Regions from separate parts of the Macaca fascicularis genome. Here region 2 is linked to region 1. A link is a contact called in public Hi-C data. All regions are on one chromosome and are shown on one strand. The core of a region is the stretch at or near the end of the contact, and the rest is flanking DNA. Distances in the headings are between cores, read along the strand shown.

Region 1 (5,121 bases), core at 450-2,949:
CTGGGGGCCAATGAGAACTTGCTGAAGGGTTTCAGAGCTGCCTGCACGGCAGACGGAACACAGACAGGGATGGACTAAGCCACCTGTGGGTGCCGGGGCTGTCACTGAGCTTCCCTGGGTGCCACAGTCTTCCTCATGTGCTGGGGACGCTCTTCCCTGCTGGGCTTGGCTGCAGGGACCTTGAGTCTCCCCATGGGTGAAGCCCCGTCTCACCAGGGCAGGGGTTAGGAGACTCCCAGGAAGCGCACACTTTCCTGTACCAATGTAGCACTGCAGGTCCCCCCAGTACAGACCTGCCGCGTCTCATGGATACCCTACCTCGGACATCCGGACGGGCTGTGTGAGCTGGGGAGGGTCAAGCAGGTCAATTAAAATAAGTTGCAGGGATGTCCTCACAGTCCCCTCGACCTGGATTGTTGTTTTGTCCTAAGAGCATCTGGGGCCTAGATACCAGTGTGGCCCCTCCCTACCACTCCAGCTTTATTAGGGGACAAGGAGGCAAGAAAGGCACACAGGGTCTCAGTTGGTCTCTTAAGCGTGGAGGAACATCGCTGCTTATTTTGCAGAAAATCATTCTCCAGAATTAGTCCGAAAGAATTCACTACGGTTTGTAGCAGGCCATGTCAACGAATGCTATCATCGTAGTGAGGAGAAAAGAGAGTAACCAGGGCTCCTTCCTGCCCTGGGTTGAGATTTGGGAGTCAGCAGCGTCACGATCGTAGAACGTTTATTCCCGGTGACAGTGTCAGAACCAGAAAGAAAACAGCTGGATTTCCAGGTTCCAGGTTGAGCCCGCCAGGCTGCCAGGCGACTCTATTGCTTTCTCAACGAAGCAAATTCGATCCCAAAGTCACTGAGAAACAATCGACTCCTTTTATGTCACTTTTAATATATGGTCCTCTAATAATTCTGACATCATCTGTTTCTCTCATTTCTAGATTTTCAGACTGTACTTCGATCTGGGGCCATTAAATATGTGGGACCTTTCTAAGAAACCTTTTTAAAATTAACTACAGTGTGGGGTGTGTGTTCCCCACAATGCACTGTACGACCTTAAGACTTGATGTTGCTGGAGGGGAAGCGTTTGTGTTTTGTGAAAACTGAAACAGCCGTGAGGGTTAATGTTTTTCTTGATCCAAATCGAGGCTTCTCTTCAGAAGTCTCTATATCATCTCAGAAAACTTTTTACGACTGACCTCAAGGCATCCAAATTATTTTCAATGGAAAGGGCATCCAAGATTTAAAAATACGCTCTAGGCCTGGAAGGACCCTGGAGCCCAGACTGGAAGGGTGGGGTGGTTGAGTGCTGCTGCTGGAAGCTCTCGTAAAAGGGGTGAATGAAGTAAACATCATTAGAATTGCTGGGTGCCAGAGGCGCCTGTGTGACGTGTCTGGTTGGCTTCACTGAGACACACAACTGATTAGATATTAAAGTCAGGTGCTAAGAAACCAAGGTCATGCCATACTGCCTTTTTTCTTTCAAACAAATGTGCCCAGATAAGTTAAGTAGTGGGTGATACCCCTAGACAGATAAGGTGGCAATTTTTAACAATCTTAAAATATTGTGACAGCAAGGAAGGTCGTGATAAGATCAAAGCGTTTGGAATTATGTTAACGGGTGCTGGGATTTCTTTCGCCCTCCCCCTCCCTGAGCCTCCCCTGTCCTGCCACGTCTGCTTACAATCACACACGCACAAACACCACATACACGGGGCGTGGCGTGTTCCAGAACCTGCTGGGATACCGCTAGGCTTTGGAATATGAATGCAGGAAGTGCTAGTGATTTTTTTTTTTTTTTTCCTGTGTTCAGAGCAGGTTGATTTATGGCCTGGATTACTGGAAATAGTAATTCTTTGCTCTTTATGATGTTTTGGTGGGGGGTGCAGTAGCCTGCAGTCAGAACAGCATGATTTCAACTAGGTTTTTACAAAAAGGTCTGTGCAGAAAGGGTGGCCATGAATTGATCAGCTTCTGGAACAGAGCAGTTAATAAGACACCAGCACATTAATCATGTGACGGCTATTGGGCTTAGCAGGGACAGGCACTGGCTTTTAAAAACAGCAATTTAGGTGACTACTGTGTTGAAAGAGGTTGGCTGAACACACTGTTTTTAACCCACAGTTAACAGTTAAATCGTGTTGGTGATTTTTACATACACCCTTTCGTGTGTCTGGAATTTTTAATAACCCGAATACAATAATCTCTTCTATTACCTTTTATCCTATGTCAATTTCCAGAGCTACAAATGTAATGAGGAGTAATCCAGTTATCTGCTAATTCTGGACAAACTGTCAAGAATTATTGTCAAATTATCTGGACAATGCATAAACTCTTCCACGTTATTGGGTAGCCCTGGCAACTCCATAACAAGTGTTTTGGGGTGGGGGGCAGCCACGAAACCAAATCCACCATTCACTAATGAAATAAATGACTCTCCTTGGCTGAGTTGAAGAAGTTTGTCCTATGTAGAAACTGAAATCTAGAAATAGATTAGATTTTCTGTTCTTTGGACCAATAAAAATTCATAGTATAAAACTTAAGACATAAAATAACAGTGATTTCATGTATCTGTCAGTAGAAAACCACAGTTATCATTTTGTAAGAAACAAAAACACTACATTTTCAAATCCAACAGTGATTCACTTTTGTTTCCACTCATTTGTTGCATTTTATTAGTGAAATGAAATATAAAGGAAGCTGCATTTATCGGGCAATTACAATCTACAAGAGGCTATGAAAATGCAGTGGGAATAAACCACATCTTTTGTTCTGAACGAGAGAAAAGTGTGATAATTAATTAGTGAAAAGAGTCAGTGTTTTGAGGGTATTAAAATCATGGCTGCTAAAACCAGACCTGTCTAGATTCAAATTTTGTTTCCAAATCTCACTAGCTCTTTAATCTTAGGCGAGTTATTTTCCAATCTTTCTGTGCCTCAATTTCCTTGTTAAAATGCATATATTCAGAGACTGTAATTCATGGGATTTTCATGAGGATTAAGAGGGATTATGACACAATGAATTCACTAAAAAAAGCAATGTATTTTATAGAGTGACCTCTCGGGAAGTAAGTTTTGGCATATCCACAGTATAGATTATGATGCATTAATTTAAAATGATGGCATAGTTGTAGATTTAGAGACAAAGAAAATGGTAATATATTGTTAAGGAGAAAAGGCTGTAAAAGTTTTATAAATGTTTTATGCATTTGTGCAAATTACTAACAAAATATGGTTCTAAGAGGAGTTATAAAACAATACATGTTTTAATTGTCTCTCTGATTGGCACAGGTGCAAAAATAAAGTTCATACTCACTGTAGGCCATGGGTGAGTATTAGACGCACTCCTGCATTGTTGCTGGAAGAGTAAATTAGTGCATCCTTTCGGGAGAGTAACTACATATATCTAGCAAATGTTTTTCTATTTGGCCTATCAATTCTCCTTCTTCAAATTAATCATTGATAGGTGGAAAGATTTATCTGTGCGATAGAATATATATTGCAATAAACGTATATTATAGGTACATGCAATAACATAGAAAATCTCAAAATCATAAAATTTGGTGAGAGAAGCCCAGCAAAAGAATGCATGTTCCATAATAAAAATGACTGAATAATTTCATAAAGTTCAAAAACAGTCAAAATTAAAGTATTGGAAATCAGGAGAGTAGTTATCTTTGCAGGGGTGAGAGGAGATATTGATGGAGAAAGGGCCAAAGGAGTATCTGGAACCTGGTAACTTTCGATTTCCTGATCTAAGTACAGTAGTGCTTACACAGGGGTGCTAACTCAGTACTAATTCCTTGAGCTGTGATAAGATGTTCGCACAGTCCGTATTCTGTGTACATTGCTACGTTGTTTATATGAAAAGAGAACTGCTAATCACTGTGGTCTGCCTCAGTAAACTTTTATATCCATATTTTTATTAGCAAGCATTAAATTATTAAAGTTATCAACCTGAAAATTTCTAAGTTTACTACTTTTAAATTTATCCATATGGAAAATCCCAATGATACAGTCAGAAGAAAACAGGGTATGTGGTAATATATATGATCTCACTGTATTATAAAAATAACAAGCTACTTATATTTCTCTGTAGACATAGGCACCAACAAACTCTAGACATCTATAAAACAGAGATTGTTGGCCAGGCGCAGTGGCTCATGCCTGTAATCCCAGCACTTTGGGAGGCCGAGGTGGGTGGATTGCCTGAGGTCAGGAGTTTGAGACCAGTCTGGCCAAGATGGTGAAATCCTGTCTATACTAAAAATACAAAAAAATTAGCGGGGCATGGTGGCATGCACCTGTAATCCCAGCTACTCGGGAGGCTGAGGCAGGGGAATTGCTTGAACCAAGGAGGTGAAGGTGGCAGTGAGCTGAGATTGTGCCAGTGTACTCCAGTGAGCGAGACTCCATCTCCAAAACAAAAATACAAAAAAAAAAAAAAAAAAAACCCAGAAGTTTTCTTCAGATAATAGAAGTATAGATTTTAAAAAATTGTGTAATATTATCTGAATGTTTTGCAAAGATCACAACGCTGCCCTTCTGTAGATGACGGCAGCCACCTTTGTAATTCTTCCGTGTGCTACCCTTGCCTTTGTAGAAATGGAAAAGCTTCATTCTCTTAGGGTCATGGCTGAGTCCAAGAATAAAGTTGACAGAAGGTGGTTTCACAGGAGAAAAGCCTAATGCAAGTTTGGGCACAGTGGTTCACACCTGTAATCCCAGCACTTTGAGAGGTGGAGGCAGGCAGATCATTTGAGGTCAGGCGTTTGAGACCAGCCCGGCCAACATGGTGAAACCCTGTCTCTACTAAAAATACAAAAAAATTATCAGGGCATGGTGACGTGTGCCTATAGTCCCAGGTACTTGGGAAGCTGAGTGGGAGGGTCTCTTGAGCCTGGGAGGTTGAGGCTGCAGTGAGCTGAGATCATGATGCCTTTGCATTCCAGCCTGGGTGAAAAAACCAGACTGTCTCAAAAAAAAAAAGGAAATGAAGACCCAAAAAAGTAGTCAGAGTCATTACTTTTATACTGAATTGAACAAAGAGTGGTCACTTTTCAGAAAGCAACTATTGTGCAGGGAGGCTGAACAGATAAGAATGATGCTAACAAGGTCCTCTCAG
Region 2 (5,218 bases), core at 1,296-3,795, 550 kb before region 1:
AAAAAAAAAAAAAGTAACACACAGTAGCTATTATCTAATACACAGGAAATGAAAATTGCCTATCATTGTTCTTTAATCTGGTTTAAGTGGTTGAGCCTTATGACACTGCCGTTTCTACGGGTCAAAAATGGTGGAATATTGTCATAAAATTCAACCTGACTTAAAGGATAGGGCGAGGAAAAAAAGAAAAAAAACATAAGCTTTACAATAAAATATAATTGTATTATAATCCCAGACACAGGACTCATAAGCTGTATTCTTGCACAAGGCACTTAGCTTCATCTTTCTTGGGTTTCCCCTTATTTGTAAAATTGGGATAACAGTCTAACCTAAGCCCAACTTGTACTGATGATTAAATGAGATATGTATGTAGAACATTCGGCATAGTGCCTAGGAGCTTAAGAAATAAGCAGGCCATTAAGAAGGGGGTTGCATTTTATACTAGCAGCATCAAAACCTTGTGTAACTATTTTTCTAGGTACTGAAACAGCATTCATTACTCAGAGACCAGAGCTTTTTTTCAAGTTACTATTCCCTGCATTTAGAAAGTTCATCTTTAAATAGGCAATTCAGTAAGTAAATATTCTATGGCTCTAAAACAGATACTGCTGTTGGAGAATTTAAAATATCTGAGAGTTACATTTTTAACGTTGTCTACCAAGGCTATTACATTTCCTCTGTCAAAGTAACTTAATTTTACAAACGAACTCTGTGCTTGTTAAATGAAAAGGCCAGAAGCTACTGGCCACTCAGCGTTCGTTTGAAATTCTTGTAGTGCCTTCAGTACAACTCAAACTTAGAGGTGATTCTCAGAATTCGTGTGAAGCAACATTTCACAAAAAAAATCACCTACGTTCACTATTAAGTCAGAAGACAGAATGATTAACAGTAAATTTCAGCCGCGAATTACTCAGTATCAACTGGATATTAAATAACTGCATTATTTTAATGGAATGTTATAAAGGATTTGCAACAAAATGCAGATGCAGATGTAGATTTAGGGACTGTCGACTTCTATAGATCAAGGAGGACTTCATTGTTGCAGCTCAGAACATTCTTCCAAACAAATCTAAATGTTGGAAATCCACCACACTGCAGAGAAAGACCTCTTGCCTCCGTATTCTTTCTTCATCTGTAAAAATGTTGACTTCTGCTTTTCAGACTACGCGCACAGGCTCTTTCCTACTGCGGCTTCATTCCCTCACGGAACACTGATGCCATCGCGAAAGAAGCATTTCGAGCACGACTAACGCTCCCCTTATAATTTGCTAAGCCGCTGCGCTCGGGTCTCGCTACGATTTGCTTTCAGAATAACGAGAAGGTGCAACAAGATCGCTTCCCTGGCGGCGCGTCAACCGCTTGGCCCAGACCCCCCACGCCCGCCCACCGCCCCGTGGGTGCGCACGCGTGTCCGCGCACGCTTCCCCGCCTGGCGAGCGCGAGGCTTCTCTCCGCCGTGCTGCTTTCCAGCCTCTCAGCAAATCACGAACACGGAAGGGAGCCACGGCGGCGACGGGAGGGGCGTCGCGCGTGGTTCCCTCGGCGACAAAGCGGGAGCCCGGCGCGACGGGCGCCCTACCCCGCAGAGGCGGACGCCGCCGCACGCGCCTCAGAAAGCCTCAAACTCCAGTCCTCGGCTCCCCCGCCACACCCCCGCCCCGCAGCCAAGACCCGCGAGGTGGCGGGCCCGACGGCCAGGGCAAGCCCACCAGCCCTCCGCACCGTGGGCGACTGGCCAGCGCCCGGCCCTAAACGGGCAGCCCCAGCCCCTAGGCGGCTGCCGCCCCCAGCCCCGCCCACGCCCCACGCAGGCGCGCTCCGGGCCCCTTCCCTCCCCCACCGCGCGCTCGCGGGGCCCGGCGGGGGCGGAGCGACCCTCGGAAGGGGCGTGGCCACGGGGCACGACGCGCGCACGCGCTCTGGAGCCCCATGGCTACGTGTCGGGCCACGTGATGCCCACCCCGAAAGTCCCCCGTGAAGCAACAGGACGTTAAAAAAAATTTCTTTTCTGCGGGGTGGATGAGAGGTTCTGAAAAAACTATAGTAACGGGAGGCGAGGCGGAGGCAGCGCTGGCGCGTCCCGCTGGAATTCCTCCCGCCTGCCGCGCCAGCCCCAACCGCGCCCGAGCCCCGCGCCCCCCCGCGGCCGTCAGCCCCGCAACCCACACCCACCCGCCCCGGGCGCCCCGCACGGCGGCGACCCAGTCCCTGCGCCCAGGCCCGGGGCCGCCGAGCGCCGCCGCCCGTCACGCTCCCGTCGCCCCCGCCGCCCGCCCCGCCAGGGAGGCAGGGAGGAGGGGGCACGGCGCCGGCTGCTGCCCGGGTCGGGGGGCGTCGGGCAGCGGGAGCGCGCCGGCCGGGCCCCGCTAACGGCCGCCCTGCGCGGCCCCGCCCGCCGCCCGCCCCCGGCCCTCCCCGCGCCTTCGCCCCTCCCCCCCCGCCGCTGCTGCCGCCGCCGCTGGCAGCGCCGCCTGAACTGAGGCGAACTCCGCCGCCAAGTGAGTGAGGAGGAGGAGGAGAAGGAGGAGGAGGAAGAGGAGGAGCGCAGTCAGAGCGCGGCGGCAGCGGCAGCGGCAGAGGCGCCGCGGCGGGGACCAGCCCAGAGAGACCCCCCGAGCCCGCGGCACAGGCGGCGGCGGCGCTGAGCGGGCGCGACCAGCCGAGCGAGCGGCGGCCCCGGCTCCTCCTCGTCCGGCGCCAGCGGCCCGCGCCCTGCGCCCGCACTCGGCCAGCCGAGACCCGCCTCCCGCCCGCCCGCCGGCCTCGTGAGGGACGCGCCGAGCCGGGCGGCCGAGAGCGGCGGCGGCTGGGAGCGCGTCGGGCCCGGGCGGAAAGTGCCTGCGGGGGGCGGGCGAGCGCGCGGTGCCGGCCGCCCCGGGGCTCGGCGCGGGAGCCAGAGCGGGAGCCGGCGCGGAGCGGGACGCCGGGTCCCGAGCGGCCCGCGGCCGGGGCTCGCCCCCGCCCCTCCCTCCTCTCCGGCGGCGGCGGCGGCGGCGGGCGGAGTGAGCTGCGGAGCCTGGAATATGGTCGGGGAAATGGAAACGAAGGAGAAGCCGAAGCCCACCCCAGATTACCTGATGCAGCTGATGAACGACAAGAAGCTCATGAGCAGCCTGCCCAACTTCTGCGGGATCTTCAACCACCTCGAGCGGCTGCTGGACGAAGGTGAGCGTCTCCGGGGCCCCGGCCCCGGCCCGATCCCCGCCGGGGCGGCCCCTTTCCCTGCTTGGGATGGTGGGGAGGGCGGGAAGGTCACGGCCGGGCGGGACCGCGCGCCGGGGGGACTGGGAGGCCAGGAGGGCGCACAAAGGAGGCGCCGGGCCGGGCTTGCGGCGGCGGCGGGCGGGCGGGCGGGCCGGGGTGGACCCGCCGGGGCCGGACGCCCCCTGCCCGGCCCGGGACCCCGCGCCGCTGGCGCCCAAGTTTGTGCGCTGCGGAGGGCTGCGGGGCGAACCCTGCGGCCCCTCTGGCTTTGGCGGTCACATTTCCGAGAGGCCAGCGGGGGCTGCGCGGGCTCGGTGGTCCTCGCCAAGCCCTCCCGAGAGCAGGCCCACGCCGCGCCGCCGGCCTGGAGGACGCGCGTGTCCCCGGCGCGGGCCCCGCTCCTCTCCTCGACCTCCTGAGCTTGCTCTGCGCGGACCCCCGCTGCCCCGCGTTCGGGAGCTCTCTCCCTCCCATGAGGACTAAAGCGGGGTTTCGTGCTTGGGGAGTTGGTGCAGCTGGTAAATACTAAGTGGAAGTCAGAGTGGGGCTCGTTAGTTTAAAGAAATTCCATAGGAGACCGAAATTATGCTGGCGTAGCCGACAAGGAGGACGAAGTGACGGCGAAAAGCACTTTTTTCCCTTTTGTTTGGGGAAGCGAGAACTGTTAGGGAGTTGAACTTCACTTTTCGGGGGTGGGGGGGGGGGTGGAGTGCGAAATAACGCGATGACAGATCGGAGCGCAGCCTGAGTTAGGAAGAACTTGGGCGGAGGGTTTGCTCCCGGAGACGCAGCCGCCCGAGTTTGTAGGACAGGGAATCGAGACGTTTGGAAAGGGCGAAATAAAATTGAGCCGAAGTTTTCAAAAAGCTTTATGGAGCGCTGTGGGGAGCGAAGAATGACAAGAAGATTAATGTTGACCAACTCTGGAATTTCCTTAAGAAGTTCTCATAGCAGTATCTGGAGTATTAATTTCTAGTAGCTGTGGGTTTCTGTGGACGCCTAGAGACAAAAATAAATGACCACAAAAAAGTGTTTCGAAAATCGACTAGCCAGGAGTTTTTTTTTTTTTTTTTTTTTTTTTTTCCTGCTCAGAGGCATCACCGGAGGACTGTGTAAAGGAAACTGAAAACTTTAGGTTGAAGAGATGAGCAATGGAGTTTAGATTTTTCGCAAGAATTTCGAGATTTTAAAAATAGAGTCGGGGAACAGGAGTTTGAAGCTTGGGGAGTTGGAATGTCATTAGAGAACAAAAGGCCGGAAATGTTTCCATGATAAAAAGATGATTAAAGAAAAATCCCTGGAGTTTTATTGTCTTGAAAGTCAAAGAAACAACTTAAAAGTAGAAAATGGTTAGGTGTTACGGCTTTCTCGTCGTTTTGCTTCCATATGTTAAACATACAGCACTCACCAGCATTGAAATGGGCATTTTCCACTGTTGGAACAGCAAATCTGTTAATTTCAAGTTGCTCCAGAGAAAACTTGAGCTGTCCCTTTAAAGGGTTCTGCTTTTCCTGTTTGTGTTGGCATTTGAAAGATTGTGGAGGCAGAAAACTTTCTGGAATGTCAAAAAAAAAAAAAAAAAAAAATTGCTGGAACTCTTAAATTGAGTATTTCCAAATGTGAGCGCTAAGGGGCGCCAGTTATTTTTTAACCATGGAAATGGTTGGAACCAAATGTGTAACATACTCAGTAATCTGACCTATATTAAATTTAGTTGAAACTTAAATTATAGATTATTTGATTTGTCATGTGTTTATATAGTGTTTTCGAACATTGAAAACACTTTCCTTAAAATTATTAGCACAACTTCATGACGTTTCAAAAGTAACACTCTTAATATTTTCTCCTTGGCATATTTCGGTTAAGTTAAAGTTTTAGTAGTATTAGTAACAATTTCTGGTGAAAGTTTTTTTTCTTGAGTGCAGTTGTTTAGAAGGAATCCTTTATCGACGATAAAATGAAAATAGGCCTTGACAATATTTAGGGTTAATTAAAATTAAATTGTATTCTTGAA

The links. A called contact is a pair of places that touch in the nucleus more often than the background predicts.
Region 2: a Hi-C map of skeletal muscle shows a contact between it and region 1, with 7 times the contacts expected there. The contact joins the promoter of QKI here to the enhancer-like site in region 1. A contact is called at or near these places in 2 of 2 Hi-C or Micro-C datasets (liver and skeletal muscle).

The regions. Positions count from the first base shown.
Region 1 is chr4:7,160,194-7,165,314 of T2T-MFA8v1.1, reverse strand. No RefSeq gene overlaps it. Among named protein-coding and RNA genes, the nearest start is that of QKI, 550 kb to the left of the region's middle. Within about 2 kb of position 1,699, at least 1 of the 6 cell types and tissues checked has an H3K27ac peak or open chromatin away from gene starts, as enhancers often do.
Region 2 is chr4:7,713,950-7,719,167 of T2T-MFA8v1.1, reverse strand. QKI (QKI, KH domain containing RNA binding) reads left to right here and starts at 2,545. Exons shown (of 8, transcript XM_045390386.3): 1 at 2,545-3,165. The coding sequence starts at 3,024.